Regions from separate parts of the Xenopus tropicalis genome. Here region 2 is linked to region 1. Evidence: chromatin contacts called from public Hi-C data. All regions are on one chromosome and are shown on one strand. Each heading gives the region's core, a stretch centred on a gene start, on an enhancer-like site or on the middle of the called end of the contact. The rest is flanking DNA. Distances are from core to core; before and after follow the strand shown. Region 1 has its middle 31 kb from the start of sem1. Region 2 holds the start of dlx5 (distal-less homeobox 5).

What was found. A called contact is a pair of places that touch in the nucleus more often than the background predicts.
Region 2: a contact with region 1 is called in a Hi-C map of gastrula embryo, with 1.9 times the contacts expected there. The contact joins the promoter of dlx5 here to the enhancer-like site in region 1. A contact is called at or near these places in 2 of 5 Hi-C or Micro-C datasets (gastrula embryo and neurula embryo).

Annotation. Positions count from the first base shown.
Region 1 is chr6:33,784,051-33,789,352 of UCB_Xtro_10.0, reverse strand. No RefSeq gene overlaps it. Among named protein-coding and RNA genes, the nearest start is that of sem1, 31 kb to the right of the region's middle. Within about 2 kb of position 2,367, at least 2 of the 11 cell types and tissues checked have an H3K27ac peak or open chromatin away from gene starts, as enhancers often do. A contact at or near this core is called in gastrula embryo, where this site is marked.
Region 2 is chr6:33,923,832-33,929,133 of UCB_Xtro_10.0, reverse strand. dlx5 (distal-less homeobox 5) reads left to right here and starts at 2,589. Exons shown (of 3, transcript NM_001004778.1): 1 at 2,589-3,107; 2 at 5,238-5,302. The coding sequence starts at 2,753.

The DNA of each region.
Region 1 (5,302 bases), core at 1,118-3,617:
TATAGATAGACATATAGATAGATAGACATATAGATAGATAGATAGATAGATAGATAGATGATAGATAGATAGATAGATATAGATAGACATATAGATAGATAGACATATACTGTAGATAGATAGATGCCCACAGTTGAGCACAGATTGCTGCATGTACCTTTAATGAATGGGATTTTAGGTGCAACAAAGGGGAATATAAATGAAAGCTGTAACACAATTGTGAAAAAAGTACATGAGACACCGCACATGAGAGTTTACAAGCATTTGGGTTAGGGGAAGAAATGGCATAATTAGTGTAGAATAAAAAGATGTTTTAATATTATCTGAAAACAATACTCCAGAGCATCTACCAGCACATTAGTATTCATAGTGTATTTAGAACATTTTGTGCAGAATTTTGTCTCCTCACGTGGAAAATGCACTTGGGACATATCAATGTGCTCTGTTTTTGCTCCCAGCAAGAAATTTACTGAAAAATATCTGGAGCGGTAGTTAGTAAAACCAAAAACATTAATTCTCTTCAGCGTAATCAGCGCAAACCATTGGAATTTCCCTTGTATATGCTACATTAGGCCTATCACAAGTAAAACATAAATAACCTTCCCCAAACACACAAAAAATCTACTTAGAAAAGGAAATAAAATTAAGGTCAATCGAATAAGCCATCAAAATTAATTAGCTTCATATTTTCTCTTTTCCTAATTAATATCAATATGTGTGAGTGCTGGATGAGTCTTTAATCAGAGCCCATTTTATTCATGGTAATCTGCTGAGAAAAATAATATTATGTGAAGATGTTAATAATAATAATAATAACAACAGTAATAGTGTTACTGGGAGCTGCACAGTGTAAAATCCCCATTATCATAGCAGTTGTAGTTTTATACCTGCCAAGGTCTAACGCGGCTGCCTATGAGGGCAGGCTAAACGCTTCACGTGGAAAATCTGTGAATGCTTAAAGAGGTATTTGAAAGCTGGAAATGATTTCCTAACGTAGAAACAAAAAAAATATATATATATTATCCTTCCATCATAAAACCAGAACTCTAAATACAAATTACAGCCTGGAGTCTTTTAGTGCCACTTTGCTAAAACATGAATCAGTACACAATTTTTTCGATTTAACTCACTGAAATAAAAAAAAAGAGGGGGAAACAGACAGGTTTGTATTATGCGCTATATGTGTAATGATACGCTAAGGACTCACAAATAAACCAATAGCACTCAGTTGAACTTGTAAGATTGTGGTTCTGTTAAGAGCAAACATTAATGGTTCTAAAAAATTGTTTGTTTTTACACAACATATAATATTTGCCACCTTCTACATAAAGTGTATCTCCCACTCACCAGAAGATGTTTTTATATTCTTTCATTAGTGGTAATGATATTAGGTGCTACCTAGGGGTACCCAGTGCTGAAGCAACTAGAGTGGCTATCAACCTTAAGGTGCCATACACAGGCAAATTTAAGATGCTGGTATCAAACATTGACCAGATATTGATTGGGCAGGTTTAAAACCTCCATCAGGGACAGGGACGCAACAGCATTTCCATCATTGTTAGTAGGTTGTTTGGCCCCTCAAGAGGGATAAAGATCCACTCATTTGTTGACCTTGCCAATCTTTTAAAGTTTATTCTGTTCCAGGGTCGGACTGGGGGGTGCAGGGCCCACCGGGGCTCCCGCCCCAGGGGCCCTGCAGGTGCCCCAGCCGCGTCCCCTAACCCCCCCAAGGGCCCCCCTAACCCCCCCAAAGGGCCCCCGCCTGACGTCCTCCCCGAGCGCGTATAAATTGAACGCGTCGGGGAGGAACAGTCAGTAGCTGGGAGCGCCGGCAAAGGTCGGACTGGGCCGCTGGGGCCCACTAGGGCCGGGGCCCACCGGGATTTTTCCCGGTGTCCCGGCGGCCCAGTCCGACCCTGTTCTGTTCAAGCCCCCCTTTGAGAGCCAACATTTGGTTTGGGTCAATCTTAGCTTGAAAGATGTCATGGCAGTGCTCAGACCACATCCAATGTGAGTTTCCACAACTATTTTGAAGAGCAAATTTGAGGCTGGGCTCACACCAACCAAGGCTCTGTGCCCCCATAGGTGTTGGCCCCCACAGTTTGGTAACCAATGAGCTACTATAACACTGAGTCAGTTGTGTTACTGCAGCTCTTACTGTGTCAGTGCAACTGCTTTACAGGAAGATCGACGCTGGTCCTTTTCTACACATGAACTTCGGCAATGTTTATGTGATTCTCTCTGCATGAGTACAGGTCACAGGCTCTGGTGAATATCATCATTAGCACATGATCCACTCAGCACATGAATGTAAGACGTGATGGTCAGATAACCCCCTCACTGCATGAACATCATTGACATGCAAATGGTCCCCTCAGCACATGAACATCAGTGCCGGTTGTACAATCCCTTCTGTGCATCACCACTGGTAACATGACCCACTCTGTACATGAATATCAACTCTGTAAATACTGTCTCTTCAGTGCAGAAACATGAATCCATTCACAATACAAATGAGAAACAGGCATATGCAAGAAAAAAGAGGATACTGTTAATGCATTGCTGTGATGACTTTGGCAAACCATCTCTTCTATATCCTCGTCTATACCTCCTCCCAGCCCTGCCTGACAGCTTAACATATACAGGTATAGGATCCATTATCCGGAAACCCGTTATCCAGAAAGCTCCGAACTACGGAAAGCCCGTCTCCCATAGACTTTATTTAAATAAAATAATTCACATTTTTAAAATTGATTTTCTTTTTCTCTGTCATAATAAAACAGTACCTTATATTTGATCCCAACTAAGATATAATGAATCCTTATTGGAGCCAAAACAACCCTGTTGGGTTTAATTAATGTATAAGTGATATTTTCGTAGACTTAAGGTATGAAGATCCAAATTACAGAAAAAACCCTTATCCGGAATACCCTTGGTCCTGAGCATTCTGGATAACAGGTTCTATACCTGTACAAGATCCAACTCAAATGCCTTTTTTTAAACAATGTACACGAGAGCTCTCTAGCTATTACAAATTGTAACACTACAGATTTAAAACTCAATTATGTTTCTATAATTCTGACAGAATACAGAAAATATATATACAGGCACAGTCTCAATTTAGCAAATAATTAATATGCAAGTTTAACTAGCGAAACCCAGCTAAAAAGAAACCTAAAAGTAGAAACAACATTCACTTTGACCTTGGATGCAACTTCAAGAGCACTAGGGACTCCCTAACAACCCTCTATAGTGGGCATCTGAATGATACATAAGTTAGGGCAAGACACAAAGTGCAAAAAACACATTAGATATTTGCACCCTGCCTTGTATGGAGTAAATGACCCTCATAATCTTCACGGTTAATCACAGATACAGTATCTTACAGTTTTGCAGTAATATACAGGAAAACATAAGTTATAGGGAAAGCAGAGTGTTTTACTGAAATAATATCTCAAACCCTAAATAACAAAAAAAATGATCTGACATGGTGGGAAATGACATGGCTATAAGCAGGCAGGTGACAATAGAGTAGGCAAGAAATATAGTTACTATTATCTGCAAATGAATCACAAGCAGCAGTGCCCTTTATGATGTGACATATCTAGACTTTACTAGAAAGTGGTACCTAGGTGCTCATATTCTCAGCCAAAGAGAATTGTTAACATTTTGGATAAGAACACATCATGGCTCATTTATAAACACTGGGCAAATTTGCACCTGGGCAATAACCCACAGCAACCAATCAAATGTTGATTTTTATTGTTCAGCCTACAGCTGGCTGTAAAAAGTTACTGCATTCATTGGTATGGGATACCATACCAATGCAAATTTGCAAATGGAGTTTCGCTGCCCACAGTTTTGTTGGTGAGAGTTTCCAAGGGGTGATCTCCTGACAAGTGGGTCTGACCATACAGACAAAAAGGAAAGGGCAGCCAATCTAAACTTTCTTCAGAAGATTCCCTTTTATGAATGACAAGGCACCAACAGAATTTCATAAATTTCTTGTGGGCAATCCTCATTTCAGTGTTTTGGAATGATCTGGAAAATTGTTAGCCTGAAAAGCAAAGGATCTTTAGGGTTCCATGCTGTTTCCATGGCTTATTTGCAAAACATGATTTTACTACTGCAGAAAGAACGTAGAACTGGCCCTGTTTCATACTGACCCGGTTTCAGTACCAGGGGCTACACACTTAGTGATAATCATTGCTACATTCACAATTAAAATTAAACCACTTTGGCAGAACATCATTTGTTTTTATGCTGCTGACTTTATCTGCTTGGGTGAAACTGTAAAACTGGTCAGAATTTGTTAAATGTTTATTTGCTTGAAAACCAACAAAACCTTGGTTACCAAAACCTGGTTACCAGGAAAACATAACAATTAAAAAATGTAAGTTATTTAGCAAGTCGGTTTCTTTTGATGGTTGGAACAGTTAAGCGACGGTGTCCCTCCCCTCCGTGCTAGCATAAACAGGCCTCCTTTGCAGACTGTTTCTAATCTTTGTGATCAAAGAAAAAAAGCAGCGCTGATTAAAGAAACAGATCTTTCTGTCCTTCATGGTTGCTACTGCTTGTTCTGGAACGGTACAGACTTGTCATTTTCCTACCCTTGCCTAAAACATCATAGAAAGGAAAGAAAGAAAGGGTACAGAGTTTTATTTCTCACGAAGAAAGAAAGCACAACACAGTAATAAATCCCCCAGTCATCTAATATCCCAGTGCCAACATTGGTTACTACTCCAGGCCAGTTCTTTTCACCAGTACATACTAAGGTGTTTGATGATTAGCCACAAGTGAAATTGGCCTAGGTAATTTATTAAGAACTATATGCTGACATATCATTATTTTCCAGTACAGGTATGGGATCTATTATTCGGAAATCCCCCCCATCTAGAAACCTCCAAATTATGGGAAGGCTATCTCCCATAGACTCTATTTTAATTGTATAATTATTACAATTTTTTTTAAATTATTTCCTTTATCTCTGTAATAATAAAACATTATCTTAGTATCTGTACTTTATCCAAACTAAGAGATAATTAATCTTTATTGGAGGCAAACAATGAATGTTAAAATGATTTTTTAGCAGACTTAAGTCATGAAGAACCAAGTTACAGAAAGATCCCTTATCTGGAAAGCCCCAGGTCCCTAACATTCTGGGTAATAGGTCCAATACCTGAACTACCTAATAGTATGAACATTGTATATAATGTAAATGATACACTGATATACTGCTATATATCTATACAGCAGCATATATATTGTCATGTATACAAGCCCTCGTCTTCTGGTTAAAGGG
Region 2 (5,302 bases), core at 1,340-3,839, 140 kb before region 1:
AAAAAAAAATGAAGACCAATTGAAAAGTTGCAAAGAGGAAGTTAAGTTAAAGGTGGACCACAATAACTTCCCAGTAACAGTATTATCTCCAGTAAGGCAGTTATAATATAATCATAATAATTGTATTAGAATTGCTTGTCTTTTCGTTGATGCTACATTTGTTATCCGATATACCAACTGCAGCCGCCCTGACATCGCTAATGATTTTAGTATTTACTCTTGTAATGGGCAAACATTAGAATTGCGAATAACAGTGCAGCGCTATTTCCGCTAGGTGGCGCTCTCGCTACAGAGATGGTATAAGAGATGGGATAAGCAGGAGCACATTAGCGCTGTAGGATACGTGTCTGCGCCGGGAGCCCGGTCCCTGCCAGTCTGCACGCCATTCTGTATGGGGGTGTTAGGGGCAATGAGCAGATCGCTGTCGTCCTGTCTGTCAGTGTGTGTCTCCCTGCTGCCAGACTTGTGCATCATTCCTTCTCCTGGTTCACCAAAAATAGGCACCAACCGCCTTACTCATGGGCCTGGTCGTGTGCGCAACAATGGCCGCATTGTACTACATTTCATTCTGATTATGAAGAATCATGTAAAGCTCTTGAGAATCTGAAGAGATTGTGGTGGAGCCAATGTGCAGCGCTGGGTATCTGGGCAGTGTGTGCCCCTTAGCAACCAGTACCACTGCCTCTACCTAGTGATCTCTGTTCCAATTACTTACACACTATTTTATTGCAACCGACAACAGGCGATTGTTTCTTGTTTTGTTTTATCAAAACGTAAACCAAAATCTATAAATATATTAGTACTGTACTGGAACTGCTATGTATTCTCTCTCTTACTCTATATGCCATTTGGGAATATATATAAATACCCACGAACATTGCATTTTTAATTGTAATTATCTCCAGTATTTCGTGATATATATGTATATGTGTATATCGATATATATATATATATCGATATACACATATACATATATATCACGAAATACTGGAGATAATCCATATTTGGATATATATATATATACACACACACAAAAGCTCCTCTGTACTTACCCATATCAACTATTTTAGGACATTTAGGCATTCTGTACATAAATCTATTAAACACGCAAAACAATATCTTTGTATATAAACCATATTGAAATATATGGTTACTATACCTACAAGTATATATTATATTTATCATTTATTTTAAGTTTTACTTGGCTAAAGAAAACAAAGGAATATGATAGTATAACCCAAAAATTGATGAGCAGAACTCAATAATAAGTATGCACCATATTTTCAGATACTTACAATATTTGTTCTTTTCTATATACAAACATGTAGGAATCCCCAGAGTTACTATAGGGCAGTAAGTGTTATTAAGGGAGTTGTGTAACGTTTCGGTCAGGAACAGGCTTCCTCGGCCAGGAGATCAGCATATGAAACTAAATACAATAATGTTAAAAAGGAAACCTTCTGGACTTTCTAGATTACTCTCTTTGAAAACGTCATGGCTACAAAAAAACTGCTTGGTTTGATAATGTATCTGTGTAATACTAATAATTAGAGTGCGTGTGTATAAACGTATATGGTATATAACATTTCTGAATTTCAGAGTAGAATATTTCATAGGGGTCCGGCACTGGGTGGCTGTTCAGCCTTGTCTCCGCATCCCCCCTACCTGCAGGCAGCAGACTGAATGGGCAGATAAAAGATAAGAAGTTGCATGCGATTATCTCATGTAAATGTGTCTGTGCATTCACATAGCAGGTATCTAGAGATGGTAATTAATTCTCATATAGATCTATAGAGATGAGAATTCTTCTGCCTTTTTTTCCAGGGTGGGGGCGAAGTGTCTTTTCCCATTACCCTATTAACTGATTTGTAGATGTGTTTATGTAGAGATCGCTCGATTTGTCCGTTTAATAACAGGACACTGATATATGTGCGTATCACTGAATAAAGGCAAATTGGGGGGTAATTAGAGATTCTAATAATACTGATAATAATACTGAGCTCGGCCAAAGGCTCTCCAGATCTCAAGCGATGCCCTGACTGCCTCTCATGGTCTGTGTCTGATGGGACGAGGAATGTATGGATGTGGCTTATGAACAAAAGCAGCCTAGCAATTTAATAAACGTAACCAAAAGACTATCGTATAATGCCTCTTTAATTTCTATCATTTGACAAGCGTCCTATTTAGTCCAAAGCATTAAATTGGTGTGGGGGTCTCAGTCCGGTCCTATCTGTGCAATAACTGACATAAGGCCCAAGCAATTCCGAGCCTTCCACCTTGGCTTTTTATTTGGTGCCTATAAATCGCAAAATGTCGCCAATGTCCCTAGCCAGTTGGTAGAGATGGTGGGACCTGTGCCCCAGACCTAGAGGAACTGAATGATCATTTCTCGGGGGGGGGAGGCTGTTGTTGTTGTAGTGCAGCTTTTGTTTTTCTGAACTAGTTGAACGGGTTGGGGTGTTGCTGTCGCTTGCGATGCTCCTGGCCAATGGCACCAGCCTACTGTGAATGGATCCACCCTACTGTGAGTAATAGCGCAATTGTGCATTTAACCAAGCCTCCAGTCAGCCCCATCCAGCAGTGTGCGCCCAGCCTCCTCCTCCTCTCTCTCTTCCTCCTCCTCCTGCTCAGATCACTAAGGAACCTTCCCAAGCTCTCACTATTTCAGTGCCAGTCCCAGCAGTAGCAGCAGCATGGCCGCCTGAGCAGCTTCCCAGCGCCCCCAATGCAGGCAGATCGCAGTCCCCAGAGCATGACAGGAGTCTATGAGCGGAGAGTCGCCACCATCAGAGCCACTGAGTTCCAGAGCATCATGCACCATCCTTCCCAGGACTCACCAACACTGCCCGAATCCACAGCCACTGACTCTGGCTACTACAGCCCAGGAGGGGCAGCTGGCCACCCACACCATGGCTACTGTTCGCCCACTTCGGCCACTTATGGAAAGGCGCTTAATGCTTATCAGTACCAGTACCATGGCATGAATGGAGCAGCGGGAAACTACCCTGGCAAAGCCTATAGCGATTATGGCTATGGGAGCCCTTACCACCCTCACCACCAGTACAGCGGAGCGTACAACAGGGTGCAGCCCCCCAGCAGTCAGCCAGGTAAATGGGACCCCTGGGTGGCAGAGATGATTTGACGGGGGGGGGGGTTGCATGTAAAGGGAGAACTGATGTATGTAGGCAACTGGGGTTGGAAGGGTTAATGTGCAGGCTTTGGGGGAGCCTGGGGCAGTAGCGGGTTGGCATGAATCCCCTCTGTGTCTGGCTTGGGAGCTATTTGTAGCTGTGGTCCCCGGCCTAAAACCATGTCTCTGCCGCTTCCCTTTAGAACTGAGGCGCCACCAGCCCGCACCATAACAAACCGCAGGGAGATTCCAGCTGCGCGCAAAACAAACAAGCCCGATTTACAGCAGCGCTAGTGCGGATAATCCCGCCGCACCGGGCTGGGGCTCCCCCGACTCAGAGTAGGCAGAGGAGCACCGCTTTTATATTAACATGTTAAAGTTGTTTTAATATTGGAAGATTCCCATTTCTGTGCTTGCCTGTCTTATTATCTCGTTTTATCCTGTTTATATAAGGTGTATATATTAAGTGAGACTCGCGTCAAACCCGTTGCGCCTTTTTGTGCCTGAAATTATTTAACCCCAACACAAGCATCACTATGTACCACTCAGTGTACATGGCTCAGGCGTATTTGCGCCATGCGGATCCCAGTTACGCGTCCCTGTGCGGCGAGTGGAAAGGATTTAGTTGCTGTCAGTGCTGGGCCCCAGCGGGAGGGCATCAGACGTGGCAGCTGCTGGGGTAGGGAGTCATTAGGTGCTGGTGGGGTACAGTCTGGCAGCGTTGAAATTATGGATCCTGAGATCATTCGTTTTGGAGGGACTGAACCCCACTTTGTGAGAGTTTTGATGTCCCCAGACATTTGCGGGCTAGTTACGCAGTTACAGAGCCCCCCAGTGCCGGGTTCTACTAATAATGCAGGTTTGGGGTGTGAGCTGCTGCACAGTGAAGTGCTGTTCGTTTAACTAGTTGCCCATTAATATATATATCTGGGTAATTGTTGTTGATATTATAGGCACTGTGTCTCCCATGCCAGGCCTTATTTAAGGACATCATTTTGGATCTCTGCTCTGTTGACTTTTAAACAAAAATGTTTTTTTACACAGGGAAAGTAAATACAATTCTAAGCAACTTTAGAGTTCATTGATGGTTTTAAAGTTATTTGTAATTTCTAGCAATGTTTTTGTTTTTTTTGTATCCCTTTCTTTTCTCTGGTTATGACCGTTGCGACAGTATAATAGGTAAGTTCTCCTTCAGGTCTGTCAGGTCAGCTGGCTTGTCACAGAGTTTCAGGACTCAGCCTCTAAACTGCCAGACTGACACTGCGTCTCATACAAATGACATTTACTAATAACTTTAAAACCACTCAAAAACGTGATTATTCATTCATTTTGAATGTATGTTAGAATTGCACTTTCTTTCACCATGCTGACGCCAGTTTTGGGTGGAGGGCCCCTTTAATCCCAGTATCTGTTGTTGTTTTTCTATTTGGGCTTTGAGCTGTTGCACGTTTGCCAGGGGAGTATTTGTGGGCGCAGATTTGGTTTTGCAGCCAGCCCTGTGCGAGTCTGTGCCTGGGCCAGATTGGGTGATGTGGCTGTGACTGTGGGAGGGGGTGTCAGTGCCAGATACAGAGGACTAAACCTTTCCTCCAGTTCTATGGGGAACCGCTGTCTCTGTCTGCACTGACCATAGTAACCGCGGAGCGAGCAAATGACAGGGCAGCCTTCCTGCGGGGCTTTCAACTCCTTCTTGTGCCACTTTGGGCTCTGTCTGGGCTGGGTCGCCCACACCCCATATACACTGAGCTCCGTCTGGTGCCAGGGTGCCCACTTCCTGTCTGTACAAGCACTGAGCACACTGACCGCAGTGCCTGGGAATCTGCTCTGATCGCGCAAGATTGCGCCCTAGCGCAGAGTAGAGATCCAGCCCCATAACACACCGATATTACTAACCACAGGGGGCAGGGTGGGCAATCTCTTGTAAGGATAGTAATATTATATATGTAGCCACTAAATTATATGTATAGCCACTACAAATAGATGTGCACATTGGTACATGCGTGTTTGTGCGATTTAGAAGTCATAGAGGTTAGATTATTAGATACAAAAATAATGAAATTCCAGTCCAATGTTCCTGACATTAAGAGGTGGTGTTTTCCTTCCCTAGAAAAAGAAGTATCAGAGCCCGAGGTGAGAATGGTGAATGGGAAACCAAAGAAAATCCGAAAGCCG